Linked DNA regions of Zea mays: region 2 is linked to region 1. Evidence: chromatin contacts called from public Hi-C data. All regions are on one chromosome and are shown on one strand. The core of a region is the stretch at or near the end of the contact, and the rest is flanking DNA. Distances in the headings are between cores, read along the strand shown.

Region 1 (7,825 bases), core at 3,205-5,704:
CATCGACCTTCTACTTTCCAAACTTGATTCTTGATCATTATAGTTAGGAACACAATACATTTTAGATCATGATGCCTTTGGATGTAGTTTGTGGCATCACTGTTTGGTCTTATCTGAAATATTTTCTGATTTCGCAGATATGTCCTCTACTGCATTTTTTGAGGCCCTCCCTGTAATTGATTTTGTTTCTCAGCTTCTTAATAGAGATATCTCAGTTAGACCATTGTCTGATTCTGATCGCGTGAAGGTTTGATTTATTACCCCACTTTTCTTCTTAGAAACTTTGGTTATGCTCTGTTACTTCCCATTTGCGCTCCTCTGTATATATAGATTAAAAAAGCCCTACGAGGTGTGAAAGTGGAGGTCACACACCGTGGAAACATGCGTAGGAAATATCGGATATCTGGCCTTACTCCACAAGCAACAAGGGAGTTATCGTATGTGCATGTTTCTTAGTTTATATCAGTTGATATCATAAGGTATTAAGGTATAATGTGCTGACAGGATTTCAATGGATTTTCTGTGATAGATTCCCTATTGATGATCGTGGTACTGTTAAGACTGTGGTGCAATACTTCCTGGAGACTTATGGTTTCAGTATTCAGCACACCACTTTACCTTGTTTGCAAGTGGGCAATCAGCAAAGACCAAATTATCTGCCTATGGAGGTTAGTGTCTTCTGTGAGCTGTATTACAATCACTATACTAATTATTGCACTATGCTTATCTATTCATATGATTTCTAAATGCTATATCCAGCTTCAGCATGTTTTCATATGTTGCTTATGGCATTGAAATTTCCAGGTCTGTAAGATAGTTGAGGGGCAGCGCTACTCAAAACGACTTAATGATAAACAGATCACTGCTCTACTGAAGGTGACTTGCCAACGTCCCCAAGCACGTGAGAAGGACATCTTGGAGGTGATTGTGATCATATTTCTTGGAGTCTGCTTCTAACCCGTGACCTGGTGACTTAGTGAGACATCTCTCACCACTGCACCAGGCCTGCCCTTCTTCTGCAAAATTACATATTTGTTATTATTGATGCATATATAATGACTAAATATATGGAATATTTTGTTTCTCTTGTTTGATTAATTAGATTTTGCCTTCACAAAAATAAACCAATGAACTGATGATTCTAAATCTCTTGTTTGTCTCACCTATTTGATCAGACTGTGTATCACAATGCCTACTCCAAGGATCCTTATGCCCAGGAATTTGGTATAACGATTGATGAGCGTCTTGCATCGGTTGAAGCTCGTGTTCTGCCTCCCCCAAGGGTCAGCGAGTTTCACCTTGCTTTAATTTTAACAGCACATAACAGTTGATTTGCATATTTCGGCATACTTTGACCTGGTATTCTTCTTTCTATGTAATAGCTGAAATACCATGATAGTGGCAGAGAAAGGGATGTATTGCCAAAAATTGGCCAGTGGAACATGATGAATAAGGTATGTCTCGTTATGACTATGCCACCAAGACAGTTTCATATTGTTTCTGTCATCCCCTTATCTCACAATTCCATGTGCTTGTGTAGTTTTACATGGGAAAATTCTATCATGAGCGTCTAGTTTATCTGAAATTTTGCTCTTGTATTGCCTGCGTTTGCAATCGCCCTGTTAGTTAATTTATGTCTAATATTTATGCCACTCGCCACTTAAATTGCCCGTTTAGGTTAATACTCATATGCCTTTAATATCGTATTAACATAAACTTAATCTATTTTCTGTAGCTCACCCTTTGTTTTTCTACTTATTCCCTTTTGTGTTCTCCTGATTGATCATTAAGCATTTTGCAACTTTTCTCATGATTGTTTTTAAAATGTTCTTTATTGCTGTAGAAAATGGTCAATGGTGGTAGAGTTAGCAGCTGGGCATGCATTAACTTCTCACGGAATGTGCAAGATGGTGCTGCCGGGAGTTTCTGTCATGAATTGGCTTTGATGTGCCAAGTATCAGGAATGGTATGCGTATCACTCGGAACTTGAATATACATCTGTTTGTCATTTTGATTTTCATTTGTGTTATTTGCTCTTCTTACTCTCTTTTAGGATTTTGTACTTGAACCTGTGCTGTCACCTTGCTATGCAAGGCCTGAACTTGTTGAAAGAGCACTAAAGGGACGCTATCAAGATGCGATGAACATACTCGGGCCTCAGGGCCGAGAACTCGACTTGCTGATTGTTATACTGCCTGACAATAATGGTTCTCTTTACGGTATGTTTTCTTCCAAAAGGCTTGGGCATTTGCTCAATGAATAAGATTTGCTATTAATTTTCTTCTCATTCTTCAGGGGATGTCAAAAGGATCTGTGAGACTAATCTTGGATTGGTCTCCCAATGCTGTCTGACTAAACATGTTTTCAAGGTGAACAAGCAGCAGTATCTTGCAAATGTTGCCCTGAAAATAAATGTGAAGGTATGTAGTTGCGCTAACTCTTCTAATCTTGATTTTAACACCGATTCTCCTCTTAAAGTTATCATACTTTTAAGGTTGGGGGAAGGAATACTGTGCTTGTTGATGCTTTGGCAAGGAGAATCCCCCTTGTCAGTGACATAGCGACTATTATCTTTGGTGCTGATGTGACCCATCCCCATCCTGGGGAAGATTCTAGTCCTTCCATTGCAGCTGTAAGTGAAGACCTATCCTGACAAAGAAATGCTACCTTTCAGTTGAAGCTTTACTATTTTTTTCTCACTGTTTTTCTCCTAGGTGGTTGCTTCTCAAGACTGGCCTGAGGTTACAAAGTATGCAGGATTGGTGAGTGCTCAAGCCCATCGTCAAGAATTGATACAGGATCTTTTCAAGGTATGGCAAGATCCCGAAAGGGGGACTGTCTCTGGTGGCATGATCAGGTATGATCTTTATTAAGATAAGTGAGATGCATTCGCTCCTACTCTTACACGCTTGGATTCTTCCAGATACATAACTTTTGTTGGTTGTGCAGGGAGCTTCTCATATCTTTCTGGAGGGCAACTGGACAGAAACCAAAGAGGATCATATTCTACAGGTTTGTATCCTTTCATGAGCACCTTCTCTGACTGCCACTCCCTGTATATTAAACACTTTATCACTTTCAGGGATGGCGTCAGTGAGGGACAATTCTACCAAGTTCTGTTGTATGAACTTGATGCCATTAGAAAGGTGAACTTGATTTGAATGCATTAGTTTGGTAACTGGCTTCACTTTATTTTTTATCTCTGACCACCATTGTGAAACTATGGATATAGGCCTGTGCGTCATTGGAGTCTGACTACCAGCCTCCAGTTACTTTTGTCGTGGTCCAGAAGCGTCATCACACCAGGTTGTTTGCTAATAATCACAATGATAATCGTGCTGTCGATAAAAGCGGGAACATACTGCCTGGTTAGTTCTCGATGTGTCCTTCGTTGCATTTTAAGCTTTATTTTATAATCTGAAATTCTGAATGTCCTAAAACTCTTTTTTTTTGTGGAAATATAGGCACCGTGGTGGACTCGAAGATCTGCCATCCAACTGAGTTTGATTTCTACCTGTGCAGCCATGCTGGCATTCAGGTTGGGTTTCCCTGTCCCATATCTGAATCTCATTACTTGTTTTACCAAGCTAATGGGGGGTCCTTTCAGGGAACAAGCCGCCCTGCCCATTACCATGTTCTGTGGGATGAGAACAACTTTACGGCTGATGGGTTGCAAACTCTCACCAACAACTTGTGTTACACGTAACGTTTTACTGCTCCCGTCCATTGCTTTAGTTCTTTTGATTGATTTCAAAGCTGAAGATGAACCTTTTTCAGGTATGCTAGGTGCACACGCTCAGTATCGATTGGTAAGTTCTAGTTGGCATTTGAGTTCAATTTCTTGGTCACCGTTGAGGTACACAGAATGCTGACCCGCAATTTGGATCGGTTGCAGTTCCTCCTGCATACTATGCTCACCTGGCAGCCTTCCGAGCTCGGTTCTACATGGAGCCAGATACGAGTGACAGTGGATCTATGGCAAGCCGTGGCCCTCCACCAGGGGGGCGCAACACCAAGGCTGCTGGTGTTGGGAATGTTGCTGTGAGGCCATTACCTGCCCTCAAGGAAAACGTGAAGCGGGTCATGTTCTACTGCTAAGACTGATGCTGTTAAGGCAGAGCTACCTTTTATTATTACAGTATATCGTGAAGACTAGAGTATTTTTTCCATGTACTTGATGATGCTGAGCTACCTTTTATTATGTCGTACGATATATATGCGTGGTACTGGTTACAGTAACTTTAGTTGTGTGTTCCATCGTCATGCTGGTCTCTAGCTGGTGGGCAGGTGGTGTTACGTGAAAAACATTCTCTAAAATTCATCAAATTTGGACATAGACTTGAACATATCAAGAAAAAGAGTGGATGTATTTCACTTACCCCATCCTCACTTCTTGGGCTCGTGATGAAAAGAGCTTGATTAATAAATTCCGAAGGAAATGATATTTTGAACGGAAAGACCTTGGCATCGTCAGCGGCGGGGTCACCGTACCGTTGGTATTATATTATACTGATTTACTGAATACGTAATTAATTAGGTGACTGAAAATATGACGATGAGGTGACGCATGTTCGTCTCATCTGTTGACTGCGAATAGCCGCCGGCTGTCGGCGGCGTGCAGCTTCCTGCCTTCTTCGTCTTCCTCACTTCATCTTTCTTTTGGCTGCAGCATCATCATCGTCGACTCTATAAATTAATGTAATGACTGTCCATCTCTCCTCCCATTGCTTACCTTCCTTGCTCCATTCTATACGTACATAGTAGTACTGAATCATCAGATCACACCGACCATGGCCATGGAGACGCAGACGCCCGAGACCATCGTCCCTCCGACCACCATCCCTCCTCTTCTGACCCCCTACAAGATGGGCGCATTTGAGCTGGAACACAGGGTGGTGCTGGCGCCGCTGACGCGGCAGCGCTCCTACGGCAACGTCCCGCAGCCGCACGGCGCCGTCTACTACGCGCAGCGCGCCACCCGGGGCGGCCTCCTCATCACTGAGGCCACGGGCGTCTCCGACACGGCGCAGGGCTACACCGACACGCCGGGAGTGTGGACGCCCGACCAGGTGGCGGCGTGGCGGCCCATCGTAGACGCCGTCCACGCCAAGGGCGCCGTCTTCTTCTGCCAGCTCTGGCACGTCGGCCGCGTCTCCACCACCGCGCTCCAGCCGGGCGGGGCCGCGCCCATCTCCAGCACCGACCGGGCCGTCGCGCCGCAGCTCAGCTTCGACGGCCACCTCGAGAAGTTCTCCCCGCCGCGCCGCCTGGAGGCGCGCGAGATCCCCGCCATCGTCGACGACTTCCGCCGCGCGGCGCGCAACGCGCTCCTCGCGGGCTTCGACGGCGTCGAGGTCCACGGCGCCAACGGCTACCTCATCGAGCAGTTCCTCAAGGACAGCGCCAACGACCGGGACGACGAGTACGGCGGCTCCCTCGAGAACCGCTGCCGCTTCGCGCTCGAGGTCGTGCGCGCCGTCGCCGGCGAGGTCGGGCCGGGCCGCGTCGGCGTCCGCCTCTCCCCCTTCACTGACTACATGGACTGCCACGACTCCGACCCGGAGGCCCTGGCGGGGTACCTCGTCCGCAGCCTCAGCGACGTCGGTGTGCTCTACTGCCACATGATCGAGCCACGGATGGCCATCGTTGACGGCCGACGCCAGATCCCGCACCGCCTGCGCCCGTTCAGGGAGGCATTCCGGGGCACCTTCATCGCCGCCGGAGGGTACGACAGGGCGGAGGGGGACAAGGTGGTGGAGGAAGGCTACACGGACCTCGTCGCCTACGGCAGGCTGTTCCTGGCCAACCCGGATCTGCCCCGGAGGTTCCGCCTCCCCGACGCGCCGCTCAACAAGTACGACCGCACCACCTTCTACACCTCCGACCCCGTCATTGGATACACAGACTACCCCTTTCTCGCCGACGCCGACGCCGACAAATAAATGATCCATCTACCGTCGCCGACACGCCGGCCTCCCCTCCCCTCCCGGCCTCCCCAGTCCCCTCCCCTCCCTCTGCTCTGCTGTACGTACGTACGTGTTCACGCCAATGCCATGATCCATGCCAGCCGGCCAATTTATACATCTTATACTATAACCCAGGACGATATCAAGCCCTGGATGCTAAACGATCATTTTGATGGCCCAGTCATAAAATGGGCCGTCTACTGGCTAAACAAATAAGGCCCATTTTCAGCTTTCTTGTCCACCAGAAAAAAAATGGCTCTGGCTTTCTTGTGGTGGATCGGTTTTGGTATGTTTGTACTCTTGCTCTACCAAATCAGTATAAACCTGAAATTCTACATTCTTCTGCGTCAACTACGTAGTAGGTACATATGCTGCCGATTGAACGAAATAAATATGGTGAACACCGGCGGCAACGCACCTGATTGGTTGGTTGGTCAAGCAAATTTCCACATGATATGGTATATTAGGACACGTTGGCCATAAGTGCGTTGTCACTAATTATACACCAAGAGCTTCTACACATACTAGTGAACAAAGCACTAGTGAACAAAGCACGTATAACCTAAGTAATAGGACATATATGGCTAGAGCATATGCATGTCGTTCTACAAAACCTACAATCCCTACTACTCCTTAAGGGCCTATCGTAGGCGTCCACAACAGTATATGGCACACGGTTCTGCATCGGCGCCATCAACGCCCGCGACCCCCACCATCCTCCCCACCGCCCGCCCTGGCGCCTCCGGCATCCTCGGATCCACCTGCCCTGGCCCCCCGCCATCCTCGGATCCACCGTGCCCCCGCCCTAGCACCTCCGGCCTCCACCCGCGCGTCCACGCCCCTGCGCGCCCAAATCTCGCATCCCCACCCTCCTCCCCACGCCATCAATGGCGCGTGCAGATCCCAGGTGGCTGAGGATCCGCCCCACCCTCCTCCCCACGCCGTCGATGACGCGTGCAGATCCCAGGTGGCTGAGGATCCGCCCCACCCTCCTCCCCTCCCCACGCCGTTAATGGCACACGCAGATCCCAGGTGGCTGAGGATCTGCCCCACCCTCCTCCCCATGTCGTCGATGGCACACGCAGATCCCAGGTGGTCGAGGATCGGCCCCACCCTCCTCCCCCACCTTCTAGGCCTCTGTCGTGCCCCCGCATGCGGGTATGTCCCGCATCACGAGATTCCGGTCTCCATCGGCGTGATCCAGTCCCCCACCCATCCGCGCGATCCCCTCCCCTGTGACCGATCTCTCTATGGAATACCGGGGTCGCCTCTCCCCCATGATCCAAAAACTCGACGCGATCTCTCTATGGATTAAGCCGACGCCATTTGAAGGATCTACAACGGCGACGAGGTAAGCTCTTTTGGTCTTTTTTTCTGCAGCGGTGGCGAGGTAAGCTCTCGGGTTGGCACAGCCGTACAAGTTCATTTCTTGGTTGGATTTCCACCTCCTTTCTGCTAAACCGTGACTTAATTAGGTTTAGGAGATTTTCTCAAATTCGACAGGCTATTGGTCTCGGATTCATATATATAGTCTCCTAATTAAGCGAGGAGGACAAGAACTTTAGATACTTTTCATAAACCCTCATGCTCATTCAGATTGTTATGTTTGTCTGTACTGCACCATTCTTTTGTGTTGTTTGTACAACCCTATTTGACATTTTTCTTGTTGGGGGTATATGTGAATATGGCATCTGATCTTTGTTGCTTGTGTGAGTAGTGCGTAGGGATTTGTTAGAGATGGCCAGATGGGAAACGAGTCAGAGAACGTGCTCTCAAGAAGAACGAGGAGAGTTGATCCTCTTGAAGGACTGAGGAAATATAAGGGAGGGTACAACATCACTGACAAGCACTACTAGAGT
Region 2 (7,825 bases), core at 2,993-5,492, 200 kb after region 1:
TAGTACTCTTATTATTGAACTTTCAGGTGAAGAAAATATTTGAGTTTCTTAAAGATGGATTCCATGAAGTCAGCAGTTCCCTTGATTTATCCTTTGACGATGATTCTGTAGCTGAGGAAAAAATTCCCTTCCTAGCTTACCTTGCTAGTTTTCTGAAAGAGAACAAGTCAAATCCCTGTGAGCCACCAGCTGGATGTCTAAACTTTAGGAAACTTGTTGCTGGATTTATGAAGAGCTACCATCACATTCCTCTAACTCCTGATGTAAGATTTGTCTAAATTGTCTTAAAATCTACCTGTTCTATGTTTCTTTCCTATGATTCACATGATGCTGATTTTTCTCCTATCACTAGAATGTCGTTGTGTTCCCTTCTCGCTCTGTGGCAATAGAGAATGCTCTTCAATTGTTCTCACCGGCGCTTGCAATTGTTGATGAACATTTAACCAGACACTTGCCCAAGCAATGGTTAACATCTTTAGCAATTGAGGTACCTTGGTTACTCCATTATATCTGTGTGAGTTGTCATGGGTCTGGATGTTCTGTAGAACACATTTTTTTGTGAATTTCAGGGAAGAGCAGATTGTAATCACGCCGATGGTACAGTTACTGTAATTGAGGCACCACGCCAATCAGATTTACTGATTGAGTTGATCAGGAAGCTGCAGCCTCAGGTGGTTGTTACTGGCATGGCTCAATTTGAGGCTATCACCAGTGCTGCTTTTGAGAACCTACTAAACGTAACAAAAGATGTTGGCTCCCGGCTGTTCCTGGATATTTCTGAGCATCTGGAGTTGTCTAGCCTGCCAAGCTCTAATGGTGTATTGAAATATCTTGCTGGAAAGACATTACCGTCACATGCAGCTATACTGTGTGGTTTAGTAAAGAATCAGGTGCCTACAACTTTAACACAACAATTGATTTCCATTTCCATTGGTGCACTGGACCGGCATGCTGTTCCATTTGTAACCGCTTTATCTGATTTTGTGGACTAAACTTGTAGGTGTACTCTGATCTGGAGGTTGCTTTTGCCATTTCCGAAGATGCAGCTGTATATAAAGCATTATCACAAACTATTGAGCTATTGGAAGGCCACACTTCTCTGATCAGCCAGCACTATTATGGTTGCCTTTTCCACGAGCTTCTGGCATTTCAGATTGCTGACCGTCATCCACAGCAAGAGGTAAAGGGTTTACCTCACCCATAATCCATCCTTACCATTAACTTTCATGTTCAATAGTTCCCTTTTGTAATGATTACTGAACATTCCCCTTAGTTGAATAGTAGCTATTCAAAATGCGCAGCCGAATGTGTGGTAGGATGTCTTGTTGTGTTCCTTTTCAGACCTTAACGGTGCCCTTTATTTGTTCTTTGTTTATCTTTGCTCTTTTTCAGAGACAACCTGCGGAAGTGATACCTCAGCAGATGATAGGATTTTCTGACCCAGCTGTGTCTACCCTAAAGGCTACTGAATTTTTCGTTCCTGGTTCAGCTGAATCCAGCATTATTCATATGGATTTAGATCGCAGCTTCCTGCCAGTACCTTCAGCAGTGAATGCGTCTGTTTTTGAAAGTTTTGTCAGGCAGAACATCACTGATTCTGAAACCGATGTCCGTTCCAGCATCCAACAGCTGGTGAAAGACAGCTATGGTTTATCCGCAGCTGGTTGTGCAGAAATTATCTACGGAAACACCTCCGTAGCACTCTTCAACAAGCTCGTCCTTTGTTGCATGCAAGAACAGGGCACCTTGCTTTTCCCCTTGGGCACCAATGGCCACTACGTCTCCGCAGCAAAGTTTGTGAACGCTAGCACCGTGACTATACCGACAAATCCCAGTTCAGGGTTCAGGATCGAGCCCAAGGTTCTAGCTGACACTCTTAAGAATGTATCTCGGCCGTGGGTGTATGTTTGCGGCCCCACGATCAACCCTACTGGCTTTCTGTACAGTGACAGTGACATCCGAGAGCTGCTCTCCGTATGCGCTGAATATGGAGCCAGGGTAGTGATAGATACATCCTTCTCTGGCCTGGAGTACGAGACCGATGGATGGAGGCAGTGGAATCTGGCAGGATGCCTTTCCTCTTTGAAGCGTTCAGAGCCATCGTTCTCTGTGGTCCTGCTCGGAGAGCTGTCCTTTGCGCTGACTGCAGGTGGGCATGACTTTGGGTTTGTGATATTGGGTGACTCGTCGTTGGCTGAGACGTTCCATAGTTTTTCTAGCTTGAGTCGACCGCACACCACATTGAAGTACACTTTCAAGAAGCTGCTGGGGCTTAAGAACCAGAAGGACCAGCATTTCTCGGATCTGATAGTGGAGCAGAAGGAGGAGCTGAAGAATCGCGCCAACCAGTTGATACAGGTTAGCTAGCTCATCACACGCTCTGCAACCATTGTGTGATTCCATCCATCTATCTATCTATCCTTAATGTCTGACTCATGGTGATTTTACAATGATATGAACAGACACTGGAGAGCTGTGGCTGGGAAGCTGCCATCGGTTGCGGTGGCATCTCGATGCTGGCGAAGCCCACCGCGTACATGGGGAAGGCCTTCAAAGCTGCTGGCTTCGACGGCGAGCTGGACGCGAGCAACATCCGGGAAGCCATCCTGAGGGCCACTGGGCTGTGCATAAACAGCAGCTCCTGGACGGGGATCCCTGGCTACTGCCGGTTCAGCTTTGCTCTGGAGAGGGGGGAATTCGAGCGTGCGATGGGATGCATAGCTCGGTTCAAGGAGCTGGTTCTGGGAGGCGCTCAGATGAATGGTGCCTGATGGAGCAATCCATGTTATACGTAACCTTGGTGCTGTGTAGTAGCGATGATATTGTTCCAGGTGATGGAGATATCAAGGAATAACAAGAGCCTACCTGCTGTGAAGTCAATGTACTACTAGGATGGATAGGGCGCTTCGATGCGCCCTTTCTGTCTTCGAATTGCTGTGCTGTGCACGGAGAATAAACATATACTATTATATATATACATACAATTTGCTAAGATATACTCCTATTTGTTGTCGTTCCATGCATAACCGTAACCCATTAATTCCAAAGAAACCTGGGGGGTCATGATCTTGTGAACCGTTGGGATCATGATTAGAGGGAAATTTTTGTTTTTAGAATGGATTGCGCAGCTTGATTTAACTGGAAATACTGATTTGATGGATGGAATGGAACAAGTGTACATAAATTGTTGGAGGTTACAATGTAGGCCTGCATCAGGCCTTAGGTGCAAGCAGACACGAGCTACAACAGTAGCTTGTTAGGGAGTTCATCTTTACAAAGATGGACGAGCTGGTGGTATAAGAGCTTAATCAATGTTAAGGCTCCCTTTGGCAATTTTTCCCATTTCCTGTATGATTTCTTTAAAATTCCTGCTTTTTAAAGGAGCCCTATATATAACATACAATTGGATCATATAATGTAACGGACCTCAAAGCTTGTTTGCATCCGTACGACCGACTGGAGTTCGATCAACATTAATCTATGACTATTGTTACATCTTATTACGAACTAATGATTTATATGCTACCACTATGTACTAGTCCTGTAGCAGTTGTTGTTGACTTGCCTAGGGGTAGGCATTTTAAAATAAAAATTCAAACCCGAATATATCGAATTGTCAGTCTATTCGGGTTCAAGTTCGGTTCCTATATATGCTATGTTTAGAGGTATGAGTTCGGGTTCGGTTTCTAACCTTTAAAACCCGAATAGACCGAATAACCCAAAATATAAAAAAACTGAAGATATTATATTTATTAATTTATTAGTTAAAAATTATAATATCATCTTAACGATAGTATATATATCTCTGTATGATATTTTTTATAGTCACTTGTTATAATAATAATATTTCGAATTAATTATTCATTGTATATATTTTAATAAAAAATACAAGTCTCTCTACTATTCGGATCTATTCGGTGGATCGAATAGACCGAACCAAAATCGTGAGTTTATTCGAGTTCGGTTCCTAAAACTATTTTAAAATTTCAGTTCTTATTTTTTAAATCCAAAATTTTATAAACTCGAATAAATCGAACCAAATTACCCTAATCCACAGAATGCCGACTTGCCAACTGCGAGTGTGATGGGCTGCTGATGGCTCGGGCATCAGGCGCAGTATACTTCTCCAGACGGCCGGACAAGCCGTGGTGGGCCTGACACAAATTAAGTGGGCCGGTCCGGGCGACATGCAACAAGTGAAGAAGAGGAAGAAAGGAGACGAGAAAGAAAGGAAACCCTAGGCCGCTACGCCCTTGGCCCCTTCTCTCTCTTCGTCGCGCCGCCGTAGCACGACTCCGACTCGGCCATGGCGACACCCCCAGCTCTCCTATTCCCTTCGCCCTCTTCGGCATCTTCTCCGCCGTCATCCGCGCAGGTAGAGGCGGTGGTCCTCTTCAACGTCTGCGACAGCTACGTGCGGCGACCGGACCAGGCAGACCGTGTCATCGGCACCCTCCTTGGATCCCTCCTCCCCGATGGCACCGTCCACGTCCGCAACTCCTACGTGGTCCCCCACAGCGAGTCGGCCGACCAGGTCGGTTCGGATCACGTCCCCAACCACCTCACGGATCGATTCATTCCTTCATTCCATCGCATTGGGTCACTTGCTGATGCTGGGCGGTGATGCAGGTCGCCATCGACATCGACTACCACCATAACATGTACGCCTCGCACCAGAAGGTGAACCCCAAGGAAGTCATCGTCGGATGGTGAGCAACCCACCCCATCGCCTCACGATTCCACACCCTCGTTTTATTTATTTTTTCTGGCTCCATCGGTATATCAACACATATGTGAATGCCAGTGCTCCTAATGATTATATAATTGGGCACCGTTTATATGCAACAACTGAATCCCCCAATGCATAGTGTGTTTTTTTGGGCTGAATTACTTTGAGTGGATGCACCCATTTTTCTTATCAAATGCACATTATGCACTGTACATCTCGTTGTTAGGATACTGCTTTGACATTACAAGGCAGATAGCAGCCGAGGACAGAATAACTCTAGAGTAATTAGTTCCATCTTTGTGATTAACAACCATCGATGTGCTCAGAGCTATATTCAGTGTCAGTTGCTTTGATATCATCGAAAGCACATTCAGACACTAGAAAAATCGGCTTGGAAAGCCTGTGAATTGGTTTGCCAAGTATCCTTACTGAACTTTTCAAACCTGTATGTTACCTATCTACTTGTGTAGGTTCTCGACTGGATTTGGTGTTTCTGGGGGAAGTACGCTTATCCATGAGTTCTATTCAAGGGAAGTACAAAGCCCCATCCATCTTACAGTCGACACCGGCTTCACTAGGGGGGAAGCTTCCATCAAAGCCTACGTCTCATCCAACCTGTCCCTCGGTGATAGGCAACTCGCTGCGCAATTTCAGGAAATCCCTCTGGATCTTAGGATGATCGGGGCAGAAAAGGCTGGATGTATGTGTCACTTTCCTGTATGCTAATTCATTCATCGTGTATTATATATTGATGATTGTTTTGGATTACCGGACTGAATTTTGAAGAGCAGAAACACTTTAAGAAATATGTAAATGGCATAGAAGAATGAACTTGCCGCATTGAATGAGAACCCATCAATCCTGCTAGCTGTAGGCTTGCAGTATTTGCAGTGTTAAATTCGTTTATGTTTTTATAAGTATTGGTTTAACACATATTTTCCTGCTGTTTGGGGAAAAATTCATTTTGCACTTGTATTAATTAGTATTTCAGTTACGTTTCTGAACTTCTCAGGAATAGCCATAGCCACAGCAGTAGTTGGATAGTAATAATGCCTCTGTTTCCATTGCTGTATTTGATTTCTCGCAAATAGCTGCTGTTTGTTAGAACCATAATACAGTCTCAATTTTAGTAGCAGAACATTTCAAACTTCCATCACTCTTACTATCTTTTGGTACAGTTGAGATCCTGAAATCTACGATGGTAGAGAAGCTCCCCAATGATCTGGAAGGAATGGAGTCCTCAATGGAGAAGCTTTACATTCTTATTGATGAGATCTACAAATACGTCGATGATGTTGTGGTACGGATCTCTCTCTCTCTCACTCACTCTCCTGCATCTGTTTTTTTCTATTTTATTTTGATTTATTTGGACGCGGGTGAGTAACCTCCATATGACATTGAAGGAAGGACGCGTGGCACCTGATAACAGAATCGGAAGGTTGGTCTCTGAATCTGTTGCTTCAATGCCGAAATTGTCCCCAGCTGCTTTCGATAAGCTTTTCAATGACAAGATTCAGGTAAATTATTTTTTTGGCTCTTGATGGCAGTGTAGGATAGCCACCGTGCTTTTTCTTGCTGATGGATTAACAATAACCGACCCCACAGGATAACCTTGCGCTGGTATACCTGTCAAGCATCACAAGGACACAAATCAGCATCGCCGAGAAGTTGAACACTGCTGCTCAGGCGCTGTGACTTTGGTTGTGGCAGATCTATCTGGTTGAAACGTGGATGTTTGGCCTACGTGACCAATTGGTGACAGGGATGCATTTTTTGTTATTTGTTATTAAAAAATGGGAGAGCTGGCAGGAAAGAAAAGGGTTAGTCAATGATGGGATCCCGGTAGAGTGGTGGATGTTTCTGTTTGGATAGCATTATGTGCTCCAGGCTGAATATTTGTAATGCTCCTTGGTTGTGTAGCGACACAGTTAACGACATGGCAGGCAACCGAGGTCGTCTGGGTACATCGCAAATAGGCTGGTGCCGAGGTGACCTCGACAGGAGTCGCAGCAGGCTGGCACTAATGATGCGAATAAAGCAATACCTCCCAACACGTTAAAACGGGGTCCAAAATTCACCATGATTATGAAGAAGCTGTACAGCTGATGGAAACGTAGGCTCATTGCAAATCAATAAAATGTACTCCGTCTCAAATTAAAATTTTATTTGTATTTCTAGTGGATTTATTTATACAATAATTAATGTATGTTCTATATATATATGCTTGATACAGTAGGAGTGGGTACTCTAGTTGCGGGGTACCGATAGTAAACACTTGATGAAGAGCAATTACGAAACGCTTCACTTATCGCATCGTGTTTCATGTGGTTCCAAGTGAAGATTCTTTAAATTTTACATTTTCTCGAGTCATAGGAACTGCTGTACAATCAAGAGGGATATGTACAATCAAGAGGGATCCGTACAGATGTTTGCATGAGCTCAAAATAATATCCTTCAAAATCTAACTAGTTTGAATTTCATTGCGAAAGTTCAATCCCTTCGAACATTTTTGGTTTGGGGACACTCACTGGCATAGGGCAGTTGAACCAGCCTTATGGGTTGTTCAGCCTGCCTTGACCAGAGGTGCTCTCTAGAATTATGCGGTTGTACCGACCTCTGGTGGGTGGTTCTACCATGTTAGGTCCCTAAAACTCTCTAATTTTTTGCAGTTGACCTAGCCCCTAGTGAGCGATTCAACCGGCTTAGGTCCTCGGACCTCTCTAGTCATATGCGCCTGGGTGGTTCAACCGACATGTTTGGCTAGTGATCTGATTATGAGGTGGTTGAACTGGCCTATCAGGGGCAGTTCAACCATGTCAGGCAGTTGAGGTTGCTGGTTGAACTAGCTAGCTGAACCATGTTCAGCTCTGGATTTATGCGGTTCAACCGACGTCGGGGCAGTTAAATCGACCTTTTCGTAGAAAAGTCAAACTGTTAGCCGTGTGGGAGGGCCTCTCAATATATATCCCTCTGTCATCTCTCCTCATTTACTCTAGCTACTCCCCCGAATTTACTACTCACCAAACTTCAAACAAGGCACATTAACTCTATCTCTCACACCTCGAATCACATCTTCTTCAATCGATTGAAGGAGCC

The links. A called contact is a pair of places that touch in the nucleus more often than the background predicts.
Region 2: a contact with region 1 is called in a Hi-C map of tassel, with 5 times the contacts expected there. The contact joins the promoter of LOC100216874 here to the promoter of opr4 in region 1. A contact is called at or near these places in 16 of 25 Hi-C or Micro-C datasets (bundle sheath, ear, endosperm and 5 more) and 1 of 3 datasets of contacts at active chromatin or transcription factors (seedling).

The regions. Positions count from the first base shown.
Region 1 is chr8:138,440,532-138,448,356 of Zm-B73-REFERENCE-NAM-5.0, forward strand. opr4 (12-oxophytodienate reductase4) reads left to right here and starts at 4,455. Exons shown (of 1, transcript NM_001112361.2): 1 at 4,455-6,248. The coding sequence starts at 4,791. The coding sequence ends at 5,942. LOC100193970 reads left to right here. Exons shown (of 23, transcript NM_001350108.1): 6 at 138-247; 7 at 331-437; 8 at 530-668; 9 at 805-921; 10 at 1,176-1,283; 11 at 1,383-1,454; 12 at 1,844-1,966; 13 at 2,054-2,219; 14 at 2,296-2,420; 15 at 2,495-2,632; 16 at 2,715-2,857; 17 at 2,950-3,012; 18 at 3,083-3,146; 19 at 3,233-3,368; 4 more. The coding sequence ends at 4,098.
Region 2 is chr8:138,639,932-138,647,756 of Zm-B73-REFERENCE-NAM-5.0, forward strand. LOC100216874 reads left to right here and starts at 4,243. Exons shown (of 2, transcript NM_001143263.1): 1 at 4,243-4,534; 2 at 4,630-5,624. The coding sequence starts at 4,307. The coding sequence ends at 4,713. It overlaps MMT1 (Methionine S-methyltransferase), which reads left to right. Exons shown (of 12, transcript NM_001111471.2): 7 at 27-263; 8 at 353-487; 9 at 570-890; 10 at 1,001-1,180; 11 at 1,393-2,358; 12 at 2,463-2,992. The coding sequence ends at 2,771.